2 separate regions of the Danio rerio genome follow, and region 2 is linked to region 1. A link is a contact called in public Micro-C data. All regions are on one chromosome and are shown on one strand. The core of a region is the stretch at or near the end of the contact, and the rest is flanking DNA. Distances in the headings are between cores, read along the strand shown. Region 1 holds the start of peli2 (pellino E3 ubiquitin protein ligase family member 2). Region 2 overlaps peli2 (pellino E3 ubiquitin protein ligase family member 2).

Region 1 (5,751 bases), core at 2,084-4,583:
AAGCCATGCATGATTATATGGTGTTAAAAAATGTCATTATAATGGAAGTCAATGGGGCAAAATCAGCCACTAACATAACGAAAGGGTAATCAATCTGAACAATACACAAGGGTTAAGAATATTGTGGCTGAACAGAGGTTTGTTATGTTTTCTTTTATTTTCCGCACAAAAAGCAAATACAAAAAACAAACAAAGAACGATCACCACTTCAAAGTAGAAGCAAAAGGACAGACTTTGACTGAAGATTACCAAAACATTTGTTTTCAATAGATAACTTGCACAAATGACTTCTTCACCTGAAGAACATGGACTTTAAGCTTTTGTATGGCATTGTGGGACCTTGATCTCTGCTTCGACAACTTTTGAAGTTGAAAAGTTTGAGCAGATTGACTTTTAGTGACATTTTAATAGTTTGAAGTAATACATTACCTTTGTTGGTCTTGTAAAATTTCAACACAGAAACTGGTAATGAGCTGCTAGTACTTTTAACCTCTGAGTTCAATTATCAACATCTTTATTGACGATAATATGTTATGATAATATTGATATGTGGACATACAGTGGAACGAAATGTCGTGTCTCGCAGGACCACGGTGCCACATAAATAAACATAATCAAAAATATGAATAACACTTGGACATAAGTTTTAAAACTTATAAATAACTAATATGGATGAAATTGTGGCTCAATAGTTAGCATTGTCGCCTCACAGCAAGAAGGTCGCTAGTTTGAGTCCCGGCTGTGTCAGTTGTCATATCTGTGTGCAGTTTGTATGTTATCCCCATGTTCGTGTGGGTTTCCTGCGGGTGTTTCGGTTTCCCCACAGTCCAAAGACATGTGGTACAGGTAAATTAAATAAGCTAAATTGGTCGTAGTGTTTGAGTGTGAATGAGTGTGTATAAGTGTTTCCCAGTACTGGGTTGCAGCTGGAGGAGCAACCACTGGGTAAAACATATGCTAGATAAGTTGGCTGTTCATTCCGCTGTGGCGACCCCACAGCGGAAGAGACTAAGCCGAAAAGAAAATGAATTAATGAATAACTAACATGCTGAGCGGTAATCTAACTATATACACTAAACTACAGTAGTGAACATCTGAAGTGACATCAAAGGTGTCCTAAAGCTATTGAACCAAATCTATTCTTGTCTCTGGGTGATTTAAAAAAAACTTTTAGATCCACTATATGTGGACTAGTGTACTTAACTTTACACTTTTACACAAGTGCTTTTACACAGGACAACATTTAAGACAGTTTCATCAAAAACTATATTTTAGATTTGGTTATGTAGCTTACTGCTATAGTTATATTTAATAAATCAAGGGAAATCCTTTTTGATCCCAAGTGTAACTGTTTCTCATGTTGCCAGCATTTGTTCATAATCAAAATTAGGATTGCATTTCTCGGGTGCAATATAGGAGGGCAAAATCTTACATGGGACACTGTTAATTGGGTCTGTGAAAAACACCAGATTGTGGTTCTGGAATTAATAAGAAAATTATGTATCTTTTTTTATCACTCCATATTTATTTTATCAGTCTTTCTGTAAAAATTTGAAGTTGAAACATTTGTATATTGACCTAACTGCCATGAAACTAGATGTAAAAGACTATACCAGCACCCAGATTCTGTATGAGCTATGTACTCTGAATGAGTCAAACATAATCCCATCCCATGTACTCTATCCATGTTATATTGATCTCTTTACCCTCTGGCAGGTGATACAAAATCCCTGATGCAAACGGAACAAGTCCAGAAGCTTTCAATTCAGTGTCAATCAGACTGTTGACCACTGTTAAAGCTGCTTTGTAATATTTTATTATATCAGGCTAGGGCGACACGGTGGCTCAGTGGTTAGCACTGTCGCCTCACAGCAAGGTCGCTGGTTTGAGAGCCGGCTGGGTCAGTTTGCATTTCTGTATGGAGTTTACATGTTCTTGCATTTTGCCGTGGGTTTCCTCCGGGTGCACAGTTCAAAGAGATGCGCTACAGGTGAATTGGGAAAGCTAAATTGTCTTTAGTGTATGTGTGTGAATGTGAAAGTGTTTCCTATTGACCTTATTCTAAAATGCAGAAGTGCGCCTGTTTTCGCGATTGTCTTAAAACTTCCGTTTCAGTTCCTATGGGAGAAATGACAAGGAATAATAAATGTCAAAAAACGGTCAAACTACTTGCTCTACAAACAAATGTTTGCATGACTATACAGACCAAGTAGAATAATATAACAAGGAAATATCAGTTTGCAACATCAAACAGCGAAACAAGCAGTTTTTAATGTCTAAAAATTAATGGAAGTGAATGAGACCGGAAGTCTCGTGCCAAAAAGATTTAAATGGCAGCGCCCACTCGTCTGCGGAGAATAAGGTCAATAGTGTTGGGTCGCAGCTGGCAGGGCATCTGCTGTGTAAAGCATATACTGGATAAGTTGGCGGTTCATTCTGCTGTGGCAACCCCTGATTAATAAAGGGACTAAGCCAAAAAGAAAATTAATAAATTAAATTTTTCGTAGCATGAATGTATGTAAATGAGTGTGTATGGGTGGGTATACACACTCACACTACAGGTGAATTGGGAAAGCTAAATTGTCTGTAGTGCATGTGTGAATGTAAAAGTGTTTCCAAGTACTGGTTGGCGGCTGTAAGGGCATACCTTGTGTAAAACATATGTTGGAATAGTTGGTGGTTCATTACGCTGTGGTAACCTCTGAAATAGAAACTAAGGAAAATGAATGAACTTATGATGCTATGCTGAAATGCTACTTTTGTTTAGGGGACAATAAAATGTGTAACAAGAAAACAATATAATTTTATACTCCATTTAAAGAATGTGTTATTTATTTCTATATCTAAAAATAAAAAAAGATGTTTCCCTATTTTTTATGGAAAAAATACATTAATGTTTATATTATTTGCCCGATATATAAAATGTTTCTAAATTAAGATGGTAAAAACTACCTTCATAACCTAATGATATCTCTTTAAAAATGTCGAAGTTTCATGCTTTGTTTACATAATTGAAGGTGCCGCCTCAGACCGCCGTTGAGTTGGACTGTGCCGTTAGAGGGGGTGCGTTGTTTTCAGAACGAAAGATGAAATGTCTTAGCGTAATTTTTTCCGTTATTATTAACGAAGAGGAAAGACAATTATAAAAGGTTTCTAATTATGCATAGCCCGCTGATAAAGGGTATGAGAATATTAACCACAATCTTAAAAAAAAGTTTCCTAGTACGCCACCCCTCGTAAAGTCGTTATAAGTGAATGGTACGGTCCACCCCCTACTAGTACTGTTTTTCTTTCAGCGGATGGAAGCATTAAGTTATTCGCTCTTCCTATAATGAAATGTCTCCCAGACTCTAGGCTTTATTTTTATATTTTCTGTCGGATATGTTATTTTGCTGATTTGAATTATTTTTAGAAAAGTACAACGTAAGACTGGGCGCAGGTAAAACGGGTAACATGGCTGTTAAAAGCGTCCTTTGAAGTCTTTCCCTTTTCGTCGCTGGATTGATCGTGTAATTGAGAGAGAGAGGCGCCGTGTTGTCCGAAAAGCCTCATGTTTTCACCGGGTCAAGAGGAGCACTGTGCGCCCACCAAAGAGCCAGTAAAGTACGGGGAACTGGTGGTTTTAGGGTGAGTCCCGTATACACGCAGCTATTTTTCATCATGTTTATCTAATGTTGACGAGTTCGCCCGACTTTACTTGTATTACCTGCTTGTTTCCTGAGTTCACGTGCTCTAAATACTCTCACAGCGGGGTGCTTCAGCAAGTCTCGGGCGTATTTTTGAGCTGCTGTTCAGCTGAAAACCGCGTTTTTGGAGAGTACGGAAATAGTTTGTTTACACACTTGATATTGGTGTGCAGTGCGCGAGACCTCCCAGCTCCTAAAATTCACGCGCTCACGTTACTGCACAAATGAAACACGTGCGCTTTAGTGAGCGCTTTTCCTAAGCTTATGGTTGGCTGTAAAATACACACACACCACTCTTATTTATATGCACAAAAATACGCAGCTAAGGAGATTTGCAGATAATTCAGAAAGGCGTTTATTGAACGTGATGCGTGTTTTACTCCAGCGTGGGGGTGGATGGTGTAGCTGTGATTTGGTTTAATCCTCAGACACCCGTATTTTGGCCCTGGTTTTAGGATCGTGATGGGACCTCCTCATCGGGCTCGTTTATCATCATCTGTACGGAAAGCCATAACGAGATGAAGGGTGGTGGAGGAATTCGGAAGCAGCCCACTAAAGTTATTTGTCCCCCTCCTTTTCTGTGACTGAGCAAAGAGTCTCTCTCTCTCTCTCATTTTTTTTTTAACAATGCCCCTTCCTCGCACTGCTGGTTGTAAATCACAGTGCTGTTCAGTGATCTAGAACAGAGCTTTCCAGCTCATTCCTTGAGAATTGCTTCATTAGTTTGTTAGGTTCTGATCTGGATGTCTGTAATTAAGACAATCTTAAAATTTCATCACCTTTAAACTATTTGTTTTATAGCATTGCAATCAACAAGATTCAGACTCGGACCAAAGTCGTTGTAATAGAAGGTAATGCTGGAAAGCCTGCTGCATTGTAACTTGACCTGCAAATGAATGCAGGTTTAAATGATCAACATGACCAAAACTGCTGAAAAACCTGTTGTGCAAACTATAGGCCTCCTGTCATCTGACTGACACCTTATACTTTTTTAGCAAATAAAAGAGCCAACAACACAATTAAATGGGTCTGCACCAAACTGCACATCTCCATAACGTTTTATATGTTAATCTGCTGTGAAATCCCACATTTTTATCAATTAAATGTTAGAATAACTTAAGCTATTAACAACATTAATGTTGCTTAGATGAACACGGACTGAAGCATTGTATGTTTACTAGGTTTATGTGTTCTTATCTTATATGATATATCAGAGTTTTGAGAAACACCCATCTTAAATTGAGGTAAAGTTAGATTTATATTAGCACATTCATTCATTTAATGACCCCTATATTGTTTACCTAAGCTACTTTAAATATTCGGTCTAAATTAGCATGCAAGTACTTCAAAACAGCACTAGGGTAGCACTATTTATTTCAGTGTGAGCAATGTTGTACTTTGATTGTCATCGGCTACTAATCTGATTTCTCTATTAGAAATTTACAAATAATGCTTTTCTGAAATTACATTAAGGAGAATGTCGAATATGCGAATATAAATCCAACTTTACCTCTATCAATCTTAAGGGACAGTTCACCCATACATGGAAATTACTCGCAATAAACTGGTTATAAACTTTTCCCCCCTTTTAAGAATAGCCATTTAAAATCAATAGTTGAAACAAAAATGTAATGATCCCTGTAATGATAATGATTCCATGATGCCTTCATTTGTGTTTAACAAAAGAAACCTCTTAAACCCGTTTGGAACATTTTTGGGTGAATGATTTCTTTAATCATGGTGTCAGCAGTTCTTAAAGCTCTTACCCTGCAACAACTGAATTTAGTCAGTTTTTTTTTTAACTCTTGCTTTAAATGTTGCATGCATTTCAAAAGCAAAACAAACATGCCCAACTGCCTTCTCCAAAATATACCCTTAGTGTTTTTGTTTTTCAATACATGCATCTAAACATTTGAAAATCATGATATATTTACTTAACACGCTAAATCTTTAAATCTAGACAAACTAAATTTTGTTAAACGAGATGTAATCAACACAAATTACTTGTATAAAGCAGTGGTCAAAAGCTACACAGCAAAATTTATTGTTTTTGTGTTTGAGAAGG
Region 2 (5,649 bases), core at 2,601-5,100, 44 kb after region 1:
TCATCAAATGGCAAACAGAATGGGATCAGTGCCCAGAAAATAAACTTTTTGAAATTCAGCCAGAAATAGGAAAAGAAAATCTAATTTATTTTTTAAGTAAAGACACAACGAGATTGTTTATAGAAGATGCCGCATTGGACACACGAGACTCACGCATGAACATTTACTTAAAGGAGAAGAACCACCAAAATGTCTATATTGTAACGGAAACCAAACTGTTAAACATGTTCTTGTGGAATGTCCCAATTTTAATGTTATCAGACAACAGTTTTTATCTGGAGAGACTTTAAAGGAAATATTCTTAAATGTGAATCCATCTAAAATTGTACAATTTTCATCAAAAGGAATTAAAACTGTTTTAGATTTTAAAAAAATCTTAAACTGTTTTAGATTTGTATCATTATGGAAGATAAATATACATATTATTACAGAATATATCATTATTATTATTATTATGTATTTTACCTTGGACATTATTTATTTATTTTAATTGTAAGAATAGTTTTTTAATAATAGAAAATTGGTATTTATAAAACTTGATAAACTTGATCTATTTTCTTTTTGCCATGACATGGCAATAAAATTAAAACTCTCTCTCTCTATGAAATGGGAACTTTATATTATGAGGTGCTCTGAAAGTCACTATAGGTGGAATTAAAGTCTCAATTTGTGGATGTTGAGAAATGGGCTCCAAGGAAAAAGGTTGGGAACCACTGTGCTAGAACGGAGTGAGGTTTACCTGCATAGCACTTAACTACCTGTCCGCCATTACACTCACTCCTATCCCGGACGAGCCCCCACGTGAAATCCTCTGGTCCAACTGCACCCAACAGACTCTGAACTGGGATCGAACCGGCCATTCTTTGTATGGTGTTCGGTTGCTATAACAAGGGGGCTGAAGACCATGGCCTCTATATGTCGCTGGAGTCCCTTTAGAGGTCAAAGTAGTAAGGTTTACCCTCACAACACTTCACTAGCTGCCTTCTGTTACACTTATGCACTGTGTAGATATACATACAGAGAGTCGTATGTTGTCTTTATTTATTTATTTAAATAATCAGGAGATGAAGTCTAAACCCATATCATTAAATGTATATATAAATATTATTACTTGGTTGTTAAACTAAAAAGGCTTGTAATTGATTGTGGATAAAATAATTATTCTGCATTTAAAACCAGAAGATTTTTTTTTCTTTTGATAAGTATTTTACAAAATACAGCCCTTTTTAATTAATAGCAACAGAAACTGGAGTTTCTTTATTGCGTCAGATGTCAATTTTGTTCTCAGTTGATTTGTTGAATGTCGGTTTGTGATCTCCAATCCAGAACATAAAAGCAGCCCTGGAGCAGTTTAGCTATGCAGCATAGAATACCATCGCAACAAATAACGATTAAAGCTGAGCTTTCTTACTGGTACCGAAAATCCAGGATTGGTGCAAACCAAAACTTAGCTGACTTGCCAGCTAATTCAGCTTCATTGTACAAGCCCCAGGTCTGCACATGATGGAAAGAGTCATGCAGATGGGAAATGAGCAAATGAGAAGAAAAGCAAAAACAGGAACCAGCAGCAGTAGCCCACAAGGACAAAACAGAAACTCTCTCTATAAAAAGGAAATAAAGTGGAGAGCGTTGCGTCTTTTATTTCAGTACATGTATTTATAAACAGGATTTAGTGCAACGAGCACCTCTCTATTCTTGGGAATTTCCATCCCACATTTAAAACCAAAATAAGCTCTTCAAACAAGTACCAGCACATGCAGAACTATTTTCCATCCTGTTTACTCTTGAGGCTAAACGGTGTAGGGACCGTAATTGTCACTTGACTCAAACCACATACAATAGTTTGCTCATTTAAGAATTTGTTTTTGCTCCTCAGATTCCTGATATACCAAGATATGGATTGTTTTTAATTGATTATTTGATTCCAGTATAGGGTTCGGTGTTAAGTTTTTAAGTGAGATTGTATTACTGAACAATACAAATTAGATACAAAAACATTAACAAAAAATTGACAGTTACAGTGCTTTTAACAGCAGTCTACAAACCGGTTTCAAATGGTTAAATCTTTAGCATAAATATGAAATTTTTTTTGCCTTTTCTGCTAATAAACAACACATTGACTTGTTTTTATTGCATCATAAGGGTTTTGTCACAAAACTTATGATTATTTACAGTAGTGTTGCTGACGTCCATGATTCCACTAAACATTGCCATCTTCAGCAATGTTTATGTTGGTTTGTCATTGTTTTTTTTTGGACAGTGAATCAAAAAACAGCCTGATTCAGTTCTGACATCTTGTAGACCAGCTAAGTTTTGTAAAAACAGTTGAATGCACATTTGCGAACTCGTACATTGGTAACGTAGTGCGATAATTTAAGACTCCGCAAATAAAGCAAGCAGGTTCACAATAAAAATACAAGTTATAATACTTAAGGTTGCTGATTAAAAAGGAAACCAGTTGGCTTCATATAAAGAAACGTATCATTGATGCTTCCCTTGCCTTCAATTCCTTGGTGCCTCATTTCAGTGCCACTTAGATGCCCGTTGACTAAAATCTAAATTCTGATTTGGTCCAGTGCATATTGATCATATGTACTGCTGCCAATGTTTCTCGTGCAAGTTCTAAAGTGATGGTAAAGTGACAGCTTTATTGTGCTATTCATTAAATGGGCAAAGTGTTAATGTGTATGTGTGTATATTTTTTCAAATTTAAATGTACCATCACAGCAGTGCTTATGAATTTATTTTAAATGAATTCCAATGAAAACGGCTATTTTGGTGCATTTGTGTTAAATGCAGCCCGGGTTAGATTTCAAAAGACTTTATTTCAAATTTTATTGATCATTAACTTTTAAACTGTATTGTGCAATATATACTTGTTTTTACTTCTACCACTAATATTACTGTATACAGAGTACCCACGCTAAGCCAAATGTCATGACTTTTACTGACTAAAATGATGTATTTTCATGACCTAATAGCACTTGAGCAGATTAAGAAAAATGTATCTTTAATCACGTTCTCATGTCACTTTTGTTAAGGATACAGTGCTAAAGCCCAAACAAAGATAGACTGGAAGTTCAAATGAATTAATGAAGTATTTTTTTTCAATTAATAACAAAAATCCCTGGCAGTCAAATTACCTGAAAAAGAATAAAAAATTCAGAAATTCCAGATAGCCCATGATCTGTGGTAACCCTGTGTTTATTAAAAAATGTTTCCCATCTGAGTCATGCAGTCACAGCAAGCTGTCTGTATGACAATATAAGATGTATCTGAGAATCTTTGAACTTGTCTGTTGTATCTTAGATCGGCCGATCGACGGAGGGCCCGATTGACTTTGTGGTGACTGACACTGTGTCAGGGGGAGGAGAGAGTGAGGAGACACCCATCACTCAAAGCACCATCTCCCGCTTCGCCTGCCGGGTGGTGTGTGAGCGTAACCCACCCTACACCGCACGAATCTTCGCTGCAGGCTTCGATTCTTCCAAGAATATATTTCTCGGAGTAAGTGCGGTTTTTATGCCTGGTCCTGAAATGGAATTGTCTGAGATGCATTACTAGATACTTTATCAAGCTATTATTTATAAATATATACTGCTGTCTGGGGAGTAATATACGTGTGCATGAGCTGTCTGGGGAAGTATCCACTTCTGCTGATCCTGTGGAACTGATCTAAACTTACCTGGTAAATATAGGTGTGTCTGGCTAACTGGAATGACTCGCCCATGTGTACCTAAAAACAAAGTGCGGTGCACATATTTTTGTTTATGTACAGTAATTAAATCTCTCTGCAGGAAAAAGCAGCCAAATGGAAGAATCCAGATGGTCACATGGACGGTTTGACTACCAATGGGGTGCTAGTCATGCACCCGCGGGGCGGGTTCACAGAGGAATCCAAGCCTGGTGTGTGGAGGGAGATATCAGTGTGTGGAGATGTTTACACACTGAGAGAAACACGCTCTGCTCAAACTCGAGGAAAATTGGTTAGTATGTGAGCGGTGTCTGTTCAGTGTAGTTTACCGCCTGTTTTCTCCAAGTAGGACATGTTCCTGGATTAACATCTATGTTGATCCTGGAACAACATTCGAATCAGCCAATCAGAATTAAGGGATACATTTACAGTTTAAGTTTAAGCTTGCGGTTTGGTTTTTGCACTTCTGCTTGATTGTTATACAACTATTATTCCGCTCAGATTTTGGGAATCATTTAGAATTATGGTCGGGTTTAGGAGTAAGGACTAAGTATGGATAACATTTTTGATCAAAAATGATGTTCCAGGATCAACATAGATGTAAATCCAGGATCTCGTCGTACTTGGCAAAATCAGAGAAAGGTCTGGCTGCAGACTTGGTGCAGATGCAACCTGAGCTGCATCCAATGCTTTTTAATGTGCTCGCCTAACCCCTAACCCTACTCCCTTACAGTGATGTCACTAGCTCCATTTAGTGCATTGTTTCTCACATTGCATCTCTGAGCGATGCAGTCTCAGCTTGCATCATAAAGGCTGCGTCCAGATACTATTGCAAAATCATGACATGCATAGTTCACAGTGCGCTACATTTACGCAGACTCAAATACATATGTAGTTAGATTGATGGTTCAATCAGATTAAAAAAAATCTTCATGTAAACACCTTAACTAGTCAGACTGAGCTTGATCTGAATGACATTTTGATCCGAATGGAGAGGGTGGTTAATTTTTTTTTTTACTGACCCAATTCAACAACAAAAAATGACTGTGTCAATGCTTGAATCTGACTACTTTTGAGGGCAGTGCGATATTGACATGCATTAGCCTTCGCATAATTTGATAAATGTCTCCTCTTCAGAAATATGATAGTGTGGAGTCTGAAGGCCAAATGGTTGACTGCCCAGAAAAATTGCAATGAGTGTATTATTATTCTTATTATTATAAAGCATGTGAAACCACTGCCTGTATATTTGCATTAGACTTCGTAATGAAACATTCTGATTTAGAATGCGCTGTAATAATAATGTTTAAAGTAGCTCTATAATTAAAACAAAACAAAACATACAAATTGTATTATTTCTAATATCGTAGTATATTTTATTAAGGATACTGTTATCAGTATTGCATTGTCAACTAAATTTAACGAAAGGCAAGTCTATTAAACTAGTTTCTTTTGTCGTTTTATAATGTGCATAAACTAACAAACAAACACCTGTAGTTGGAATGTACTTTCAAAATTTAAAACTAGTATTTTGATTTTCAGATACAATAGCCTGCCTAAATATAAATAAAACTATATACTTTATTTACATTGTGCCAAAGTTTTCATTGGAATGAATGCATGTAAAATGAACATAAACAGAATTTTGAATTAAATACAATGTTTAGAGTACATATAAACAAATGTGAAATCAGATTCAGTTCATTCAGTTTGATGTAAATTAGTGCATGTAAACATAACTAATTTCTCAGTCAGTCATCGGTTTGCTCACTGCTATTTTACAGTGGTAAAATGTCCTAATTCACAGCTGCAGAAACTGTCTAGACAAAATCATCTGAAACTTTTATTAGGATCCGGGGTCTAATCCATGTGCAGGGAGTTCTCATTCAGGTTGTGGGATGCTACTTGTTGTATCAGTGAAGATTCGGGTAGTTTAGAGTGTACTAGTTCAAATC

Evidence for each region. Hi-C and Micro-C count contacts between places; a contact is called where the count stands out from the background.
Region 2: a contact with region 1 is called in a Micro-C map of caudal fin, with 4 times the contacts expected there. The contact joins the enhancer-like site here to the promoter of peli2 in region 1. A contact is called at or near these places in 7 of 18 Hi-C or Micro-C datasets (caudal fin, embryo, hematopoietic stem cells and 1 more) and 2 of 4 datasets of contacts at active chromatin or transcription factors (caudal fin and embryo).

What each region holds. Positions count from the first base shown.
Region 1 is chr17:49,013,227-49,018,977 of GRCz12tu, forward strand. It overlaps peli2 (pellino E3 ubiquitin protein ligase family member 2), which reads left to right and starts at 3,334. Exons shown (of 6, transcript NM_001002616.1): 1 at 3,334-3,627. The coding sequence starts at 3,551.
Region 2 is chr17:49,057,096-49,062,744 of GRCz12tu, forward strand. peli2 (pellino E3 ubiquitin protein ligase family member 2) reads left to right here. Exons shown (of 6, transcript NM_001002616.1): 4 at 3,310-3,507; 5 at 3,798-3,986. The region is part of intron 3 of LOC141378415 (a long non-coding RNA gene); the gene reads right to left. Among named protein-coding and RNA genes, the nearest start is that of tmem260, 42 kb to the right of the region's middle. Within about 2 kb of position 3,851, at least 4 of the 62 cell types and tissues checked have an H3K27ac peak or open chromatin away from gene starts, as enhancers often do. A contact at or near this core is called in caudal fin and skeletal muscle, where this site is marked.